2 separate regions of the Hordeum vulgare genome follow, and region 1 is linked to region 2. A link is a contact called in public Hi-C data. All regions are on one chromosome and are shown on one strand. The core of a region is the stretch at or near the end of the contact, and the rest is flanking DNA. Distances in the headings are between cores, read along the strand shown.

Region 1 (3,982 bases), core at 359-2,858, 380 kb before region 2:
GTTTTCCAAAAACTTAAACTTCTCACAAAATCGATAAAAAAAATGTTTGTTGAACTTTTATCCAAATTTGGTGAAAATTTTGAAGTCAATTGACTTTTTAGGAAAAATCCATAAGCTTATTTTTCTAAATCAATGAGTTTTTTTCCAAAATCGATGTTTTTAACGAATGTGTGACTTTTACAAAAATCATGAATTTTTGTGATGAACGTTTTTCGAAATTGATGATTTCTTTTCTTCAAATTATTGTACTTTTTCAAGTTTGTGAACATTTTTTTCCAAAATCAATTTGTTAGAGTAATGTTTTGCTTTTTCGGATAATTTATATTGCGTATCCGTTAACGTTTTACTAAGCAAAATGTTAACTAGCACAATTTTCTTATAAGTGGAAACAAAAGCAATTTGATCTAGTAGTAAGTGCGTTACATCGGCAACATTTGTGGTCCTGAGTTTGATTTTCAACGATCCCAATTTCAACTAAGAGTAATCCTTTTGTTTCATGTTTTCTTTTCGTGCAGAAGTTACTGGGTCTCCTGTTATGTGTGGCTAGCTAAGGCCAATTGGGAACTCGCGACGGTAGCTTCCAGCTGCCGCATTCTGAGGCGCTAGCACGCACAGGGGCTCGCCCCAACTGGGACTGCGCAGTTTTCCTGTTTGTCTCAAAATAATATTTTTTTACTTTTTTTCCTTTTCTGCTTATGTCCTTTCTTTTTTCGATTTTACTTTTTCCCTTTTATTTTTATTTGACGCAAATATATTTTTAGAACATGAAGAATATTTTTTAAAAAACTCAGTACATTTTATAAAATTATGAACGAAGTTTGAAATTCAAATTTGGAACATATTCGAAAAGCAGGAACATTTTTGTAATTCAATTTTTTTTTCTAAATTTAAGAAAAAAATCGAACACAAATTTGTTAAGAAACTGAACAATATTCTGATAATCCGAACATTTTTAGAAAATACCCAGATTATTTAGAAAATAGCAAATGTTTTTTTGAAAATACTGAGCATTTTCGTAGAACCCTGAACAATTTCTGAAGTTATGAATGTTTTTGGAAAACAGAAACTATTTGAATTTTATAAAAAAAGTATAAAACGCAGTAATATTTTTACAATTTTAAGAACAATTTTTGAAAATCCAGAAGACATTTTGAAATTTCTGAGCATTTTTTGAAAATCCGGAACATTTTTTAAAAAAGCAAAAACAACTTTCGAGTTTGAAGAACAATTCATGAAAATACATAACATTATTTTAAAATCCACATTTTTCTAAAATATCGAGAAGATTATTTTTAAAAGGAAAAACAATTTTCTATTTTGAAGAACTATTTTTGGAAATCCCAAATATTGTTTGAAAGTTCAGATCATTGTTTGAAAATACAGTACAAGTTTTGGAAACCCTGAACATTTTTTGAAACAGAAACAAAAATGATAAAAAAGAAAAAAGAAAATAAAAAAACCGGTTTATGGAACCTTTTAGAAGTTTCCCAAAACTGAAAAACCCCAGCTGGAAAGGTTTTCAAAACCGGGAGCCTTGGAACGTTAAACGGGCCGGCCCACTCCGGAACGATCATCGAGTATCCTGTGCGAAAACCCCGACACCATTTCGCAACGAGCAGCCAATAGGATTTTCCGCTCCCCACAGCATCTGGCCATGCTAGCTGGGCTCCGAGGCGCCATCCCTTCAATGTCAAGCGAGCTAAGCGCAATCAGCACATGCAGCCCGCAGAAAGCGATGATGAGCTAAAATGAGGTCCAAAATAACAGTTTTTATGGCTCTTTAGTAGTATCATATGAATATGTTTTTTTGGTCCAATTGATGTCTTCATTTTCTTTTTCATTTTTTATATATATGTAAAGTGTAGGAGTTTCCCAACAAACTTTTAGTAGCACCCACAATTGTCATTTCCAGGATATCTATACCTACCTACTTGTAGAGGGATTAGTGCTTATGTCCATCCATCCCAAAACCACCTTGAAATTGCTATAAATTATCCACTATGCCATATACATAAATGAAGAAAACGATGCGATATTTCTTTCCAAAGTCACCTGTCGTACTTAATTCTTTTATAAAAATGACACCCATAGAATCCATGGACACATAAGTGCAAGAGTGCCTAAAGCCTAACACTTCCACCCTCGAGCTACGGTTTGACCCCTAGGTTCCACAAATTTCCGACGTCCCCCCCCCCCCCATATGCGTTCATGTGTGGTGTTGGACTCCCTATTTTCTTTCATTTCTGTTTTTGTTTTTCATTAAATTAATTCAGGATTTCTGTACTTTAAAAAGTTGCCCGTTTTTTTTTAGAATTTCCATCATTAGTGCCTTGCGATTTTCTTTCCAAAGTATGTGAATTCAAAAAGTTATTCAGGAATTCATAATTTTTTCATTGATTCAACGAATTGTAGTGGTTTTACAAATCTGCTCGCAAATTATGAAAACAAAAATCATATTTGGGAAAAAATGGTCAGAAAATAAAACTAATTTCATGATTTTGAAAAAATGATCGTGTATTCAAAACATATTCGTCAATCCAAAAAATAATTACATGAAATTTAGAAAATGTTATCAAAAATAAAAAAATGCAAATTGGTTCCCCATTTTTTTCAAATCCATTGATTCGACAAATGTTTGTTGAGTCATAAAATATTTATGAATTTTAAAATTGCTCATGCATTTCAAAAAATTGTGTAAACAAAATAATGTTCGTGCATTAAAAAACAAATGTGTGTCGACTCGAAAAACTGTTTGCCGATTAAACATTCTTTTATTTCTAGGATTTGAGTAGTTTTGGAAAGTCTTTATATGTCTAGGCATTGAGAGTAGTTCGCGGTTGATGAGATTTGTTTTAAAAGTTTTAACGTTCCCTTGCAAAACACAACGACAAATGTGACGTGTAGTGACAAGCTCATAGCCTTGGGATTTACCACGCCGAATGCATAGTGATCACGTGGATATCGTGGCCATCACGAGGGAGGGTGGGAAAAAGGATAAGTGGCAACATGGTGAGCCACGTGTGAAAATAGAAAACGCTCATATGTCGGGATATTGAGTCATACTTATTTGGCTAGTGCGTAATTTATTTGTCTCCTCTTGTACACATGTTTGCTAGTTATAATTATGGGACATTTTTGTCTCCCCCCTAATATTAGCTTTCAATCTCATCTTTACCTATAATAAAAAGAATGTTAACCTTTGCCCCTCTTCCCTTTTTTGTCCTTAGGAAAATATCCTTTTGTGTTCTTTTTGTCTAGTGAAAGGCCTTTTAGACGTCTACAACAAGCTTTTTGTATATATTTTTCCTTGTTTGCATATGTCACTTGCAGGTTGCCTCCTTGCCCCTATAAAAAAAATCCATTCTGTCATCTCTCTAGCACTTACGTGTATGACCCACTATAGTGTAGAAAAAAAAGATGACCCCTCTCTCTCTCTCATGTTCCATGGTGGCACATTCGGCCAGAAGCAAGCTCATTGAGGGTGAGGTGCCATGCCGCTTCGACCCCCTCTTGCACCCTGCTGGCCTGCTCTCTTCCTCTCCCTCCCTTTAAACTCTTCATATGCGTGCACTAGCAGCAGAAGCAATAACGACATGCATGCGTGCACCAACAACTGTCGTCTTCTTCTTCGCGCGGCCAATTGGCTCCTCGTGCCAAATCTTCATGTCTAGGTGCCCCAAGCTTGCCTTGCACACCCCATGGAATGAGTCGACGTGGGACGCCTCTATTATGTCGTTGCATGGTCATCTTCTTCGCCTTCGATCGGTCGCCATTGCGCCGTGATCTACCACTTTGACGATATCAGTTGGCCATGTTGTTTCCCTCGGCAACCAGACATGCCTGCGAAGCTCCTAGTGCCTCAAGCCCCATTACCATGGCCATGAGGAGTCCTTCCCACAATGCCAACGACCGCCTGTCGTGGTCGTTGTTGGAGACGTTACTCCGGTCTTCCTCGCCGGTTGTGCTGGACGTGATGCAACAT
Region 2 (3,784 bases), core at 634-3,133:
TTCCTTTGTTGTTTGCGAGAAGCTGAATCCTGTTATGTGGCCGTATTTCTCCCCCTCTTCCTTTGAACAGGGGGTTGAGTGGTTTTTGTTGGTACCTCCACTCTTTCGGGCGCATTTCTGGCAGGATTGTAGGATTTTGTAACACCTTTATAGTCAGTAAATGAATCTGGCAGGTTATTTGCAATATGTTGCAAATTAATTATTTTTCAAACTTGAAGTTCAGTTTCTTGAGTACGGGTAAAAAGGATATTGCAAATTAATTATTTGCAATATGTTGCAATACTTCGTTAAATCTTATATGCGGAGTAAAAAGTACTAGATGAAGTACATGGTGTGTAATATAGATTAAAACCAACTTACCATACTTAATGGCTCGTCGGTGATAATCTTAACTCGACCCTTTATATTCCAATCATTTTTCCTACCGTCGCTCAATCCTCCATTCCAAACTCTAGGGATTGGTGGCTATTGATCTCAACATTAACCTCCGAACAATTGCCTTAACTTTCGGACAATTGCCTTCTACCATCCTAACAAACACCGGAGAACGCTGGAGCACATTGATATCGTTGTGAGATCCAGCCATGCCGAAGAGAGCGTGCAAATCGAGAGATCTTGAGAATCTATGGCCTCAAGTATGACAGTGCAAGCTCGTACATGGCCTTTATACTGCCCTTGCCAAGAAAAAAGATTGTTCTTCCACTTTTAATGCATACAATCTATGCTACCAAGCATTCCCGGGAGCCCTCTACTGACATTCATAAAAAACAACCGTGTTGTATCGACAACTGTTGGCTCTCTCAAGGACTCTGGTCTAAACACAACTATGATAGCCCTGCAGGATCTATACATGGACTCAAGGCAGGTTGACTCACTCATCCAAACATAGTCATCAATGAGATTGCCGGGGACATCATATGTAAGCATCTGAATGGCAACAGTGCATTTTTGATAAAAGGAGAATGCAATCTTTCCAAGGACATCCGTCTTGCACTCGAAATAGTTATCCTACTTAACCACCCCCTCTCGAATACATTTGAAAACATGTCTAGCCATCCCAAAAAGACGACGGAACAAGTGATGTTTGAAGAACGAATTTGGAGTCTCGAAATAGTCTTTCCAGAAGAGGAAATGATCACTCTCCTGGTTATGATTCAGTGCCGGCGTGTGCCCTGGCATGGAGCGCTTGAACTATGTCCGCTCCATGCTTACGTGGTCATGGATGACCAACGCAGCCGCCAGCAGGTCCTCATCATCAAATGAAGAATCATCCGAGTTCAAAAGAACGTTGTAGAAAAAATACTCATCATCGAAGTCCATTTATACCTTGGACAAAGCGTCGAACACTTTGCGGGCATTGTGAAAGACACCGGTCGGAGAGGAGCCTCCCGTTGAGAGAAAGTGGCGGAGCTTGGCGGCAACTGCGGGAGACGAGGCTGTCGGGAGGAGTCCGCGACCCGGATGGCTGGCAGTGCCGGTAGAAACGGGTGGCGAAGGTGGGAGGCAGGGGCGGGCGGGTGTTTTGGAGACGAAAGAGGAAGAGGATGACGTACGTGCCACCGACTCGGGCAGGGAAGAAGAGGGTGGGCGACGTAAATGCCATCAAAATTTGGTTCTGGAATGGATCGCGAAAGAATGAAAAGCGGACATACGTCTTTTTGTCGACGTGTTAAGCTACATTTTATGTCTGCGACGATTTAAACGGACATGAACGGACAAAAATAGGCTCTCGGTCAGAGTTGCTAGACGGGTTTGAAATATCGTGCGGGTGTAGATGCTCTCACCTACTCATCCATATCACGCGTTCCTAGTGTCCGTATCACGCGTTCCCCATGTCGCTCACGATACACTGAGGCTTTGAGGTAAGACACCATGGCATCGCACTTCACTTTCTGCTTCTACTACTGGATTGTGCCTCCGTCGCTATCCGTCCGGTATGGCCGTATGGGTGGGAGTAGCCGGCATGGGCAATTGAATTGGACAACGTCGTGGAAGACTCGAGACTCGAGAGACTTGCGTGCGCGCGCGAGTTGGTGCCAGTGGCTTCGGGACGTGCGGCTACTCGACGGATAAGTTCGACTCCTGTCGCGAGCCCAAACTGCCCATATCGTCGATGTCCCTGTAGCTGTTGTCGCGGCCCCGCCGGATTGATTGACCATGAAAAGCGATTAGTGTTTCTTTGGCATCAGCAATTCGCCAATTCAGCTCCGAGTCTGAGCTAGCGATTTGTGATAGAACTTTGCCAAAACCACCACGGCTTACCGCCCTAGCCTCTCCAATTTGATCTTGGCCACTGGAACACAGGAGTAGAGAAGGGTAGTTCTGACGGCGCCTCCTATTTGACGCGCAGGTCGCATGGGAGCGACCTCCCGCGAAACCCTCGCGTGCTGGGGTATTCCTATGGGATGGGCTGGCCGTGAGGCCTGCTGTCGTTGGTTTTAGGGCATGTACAATGATTGATAAAATAGTCTAATTTTAAATCTTGTATGTAATTTAAAGATGACAAAAAAAAGTCTACAATGAATCATCTCTTAGCCTAATATTTTATAATTAGTTATTTTTAAAAGCATGGTGAGACATATTGTGCTAAGAGATCACCTTTGGTCTTCTCTTAAATAAAAGAAGGCAAATTCTTTTTTTGAGTCCTCTCTTTCCCACCTCATCATTTATCCTATGCGACACTCCTAAAATAGCACCATTGTACATGCCCTAAAGGTTTTTTGGAAACCAGCGCCTGAAGCAAGTCCGAGCTGGATCACTTCATCTGACTTTTTTTCTCTCTTAATTCGCAGAAAGCGGGGAGCTCGTATGTGGCGCCTTTAGCGTCACTTGGGAAACCGGCGCCTGTAGTGCCCCTCCTCGTGGGTCGATCCATGTAGAGTGTAGTTCATCATTAAAAAATCAAAAAAAGTTGCACAAAATTTTAAAAAGTTTAGATTTGCGAAAAAAATTCAATGATTATGAAAAAAAGTTCACCAATTTTTAAAATATGTTCATAGATTATCAGAAAGTTCATAGAATTCGGGAAAAAAATCATCGATTTTGAAAGGAACTTCATCAATTTTTAAAAACAGTTCATTGATTTTGAAAAGTTCACTAATTTAAAAATATGTCTACCGATTTTCCAGAAAAGTTCACCGATTTCAAAATATATCATGGTTTAAAAAAAAATCATCAATTTGAAAAAAAGTTCACAGACTAACACATACAGGATTTCTAGATGGATCGGCCCATCACGAAAGCGCTGCAGGTGCCTGCTAGCAAAGTTTGCCTATAACCGGCCCCTGTGTCAAATACGACATTTGCAGAAAGCGAGCCGTTTGTGGATCGAAATAGCGACCTCTGTCATTGAGCGGGATCTGGTAACCACACCACACCAACAAGCGGGGTCTGGTGACATTTATCCTTTCTCCTCTTTTACATGTCATTTTTAACTTTTTTTCGTTTTCTACTTTTTTTTTCTTACTGATTCAATGAATTATTCGCATACACGTGAACGTTTTCTATGAATAGATGAACTTTTTCGTAAGCTGATTAACTTTTTTGCAAATCAGTGAATTTTTCTGAATGGTAATGATCTTCTTTTCAAATTCAATGAACTTTTTGAAAAATCGCTGACTTTCTTCTTTCCAAAATCAACTAAATTTTTATTACAAAATTAATGAACAATTTCCCAAATCCGTTCTTCCAAAATCAATGATTTTTTTTTTCAAATTTGTGAACTTCTTTCAAATGGATGAACTTTTTTGGAAATTGTCAAAATATTCCATTTTCATTAAGCTTT

Evidence for each region. Hi-C and Micro-C count contacts between places; a contact is called where the count stands out from the background.
Region 1: a Hi-C map of seedling shows a contact between it and region 2, with 2.0 times the contacts expected there. The contact joins two enhancer-like sites.

What each region holds. Positions count from the first base shown.
Region 1 is chr1H:465,685,412-465,689,393 of MorexV3_pseudomolecules_assembly, reverse strand. No RefSeq gene overlaps it. Among protein-coding and RNA genes, the nearest start is that of LOC123445718, 95 kb to the left of the region's middle. Within about 2 kb of position 1,608, at least 3 of the 3 cell types and tissues checked have open chromatin away from gene starts, as enhancers often do. A contact at or near this core is called in seedling, where this site is marked.
Region 2 is chr1H:465,308,915-465,312,698 of MorexV3_pseudomolecules_assembly, reverse strand. No RefSeq gene overlaps it. Among protein-coding and RNA genes, the nearest start is that of LOC123445699, 8.7 kb to the left of the region's middle. Within about 2 kb of position 1,883, at least 3 of the 3 cell types and tissues checked have open chromatin away from gene starts, as enhancers often do. A contact at or near this core is called in seedling, where this site is marked.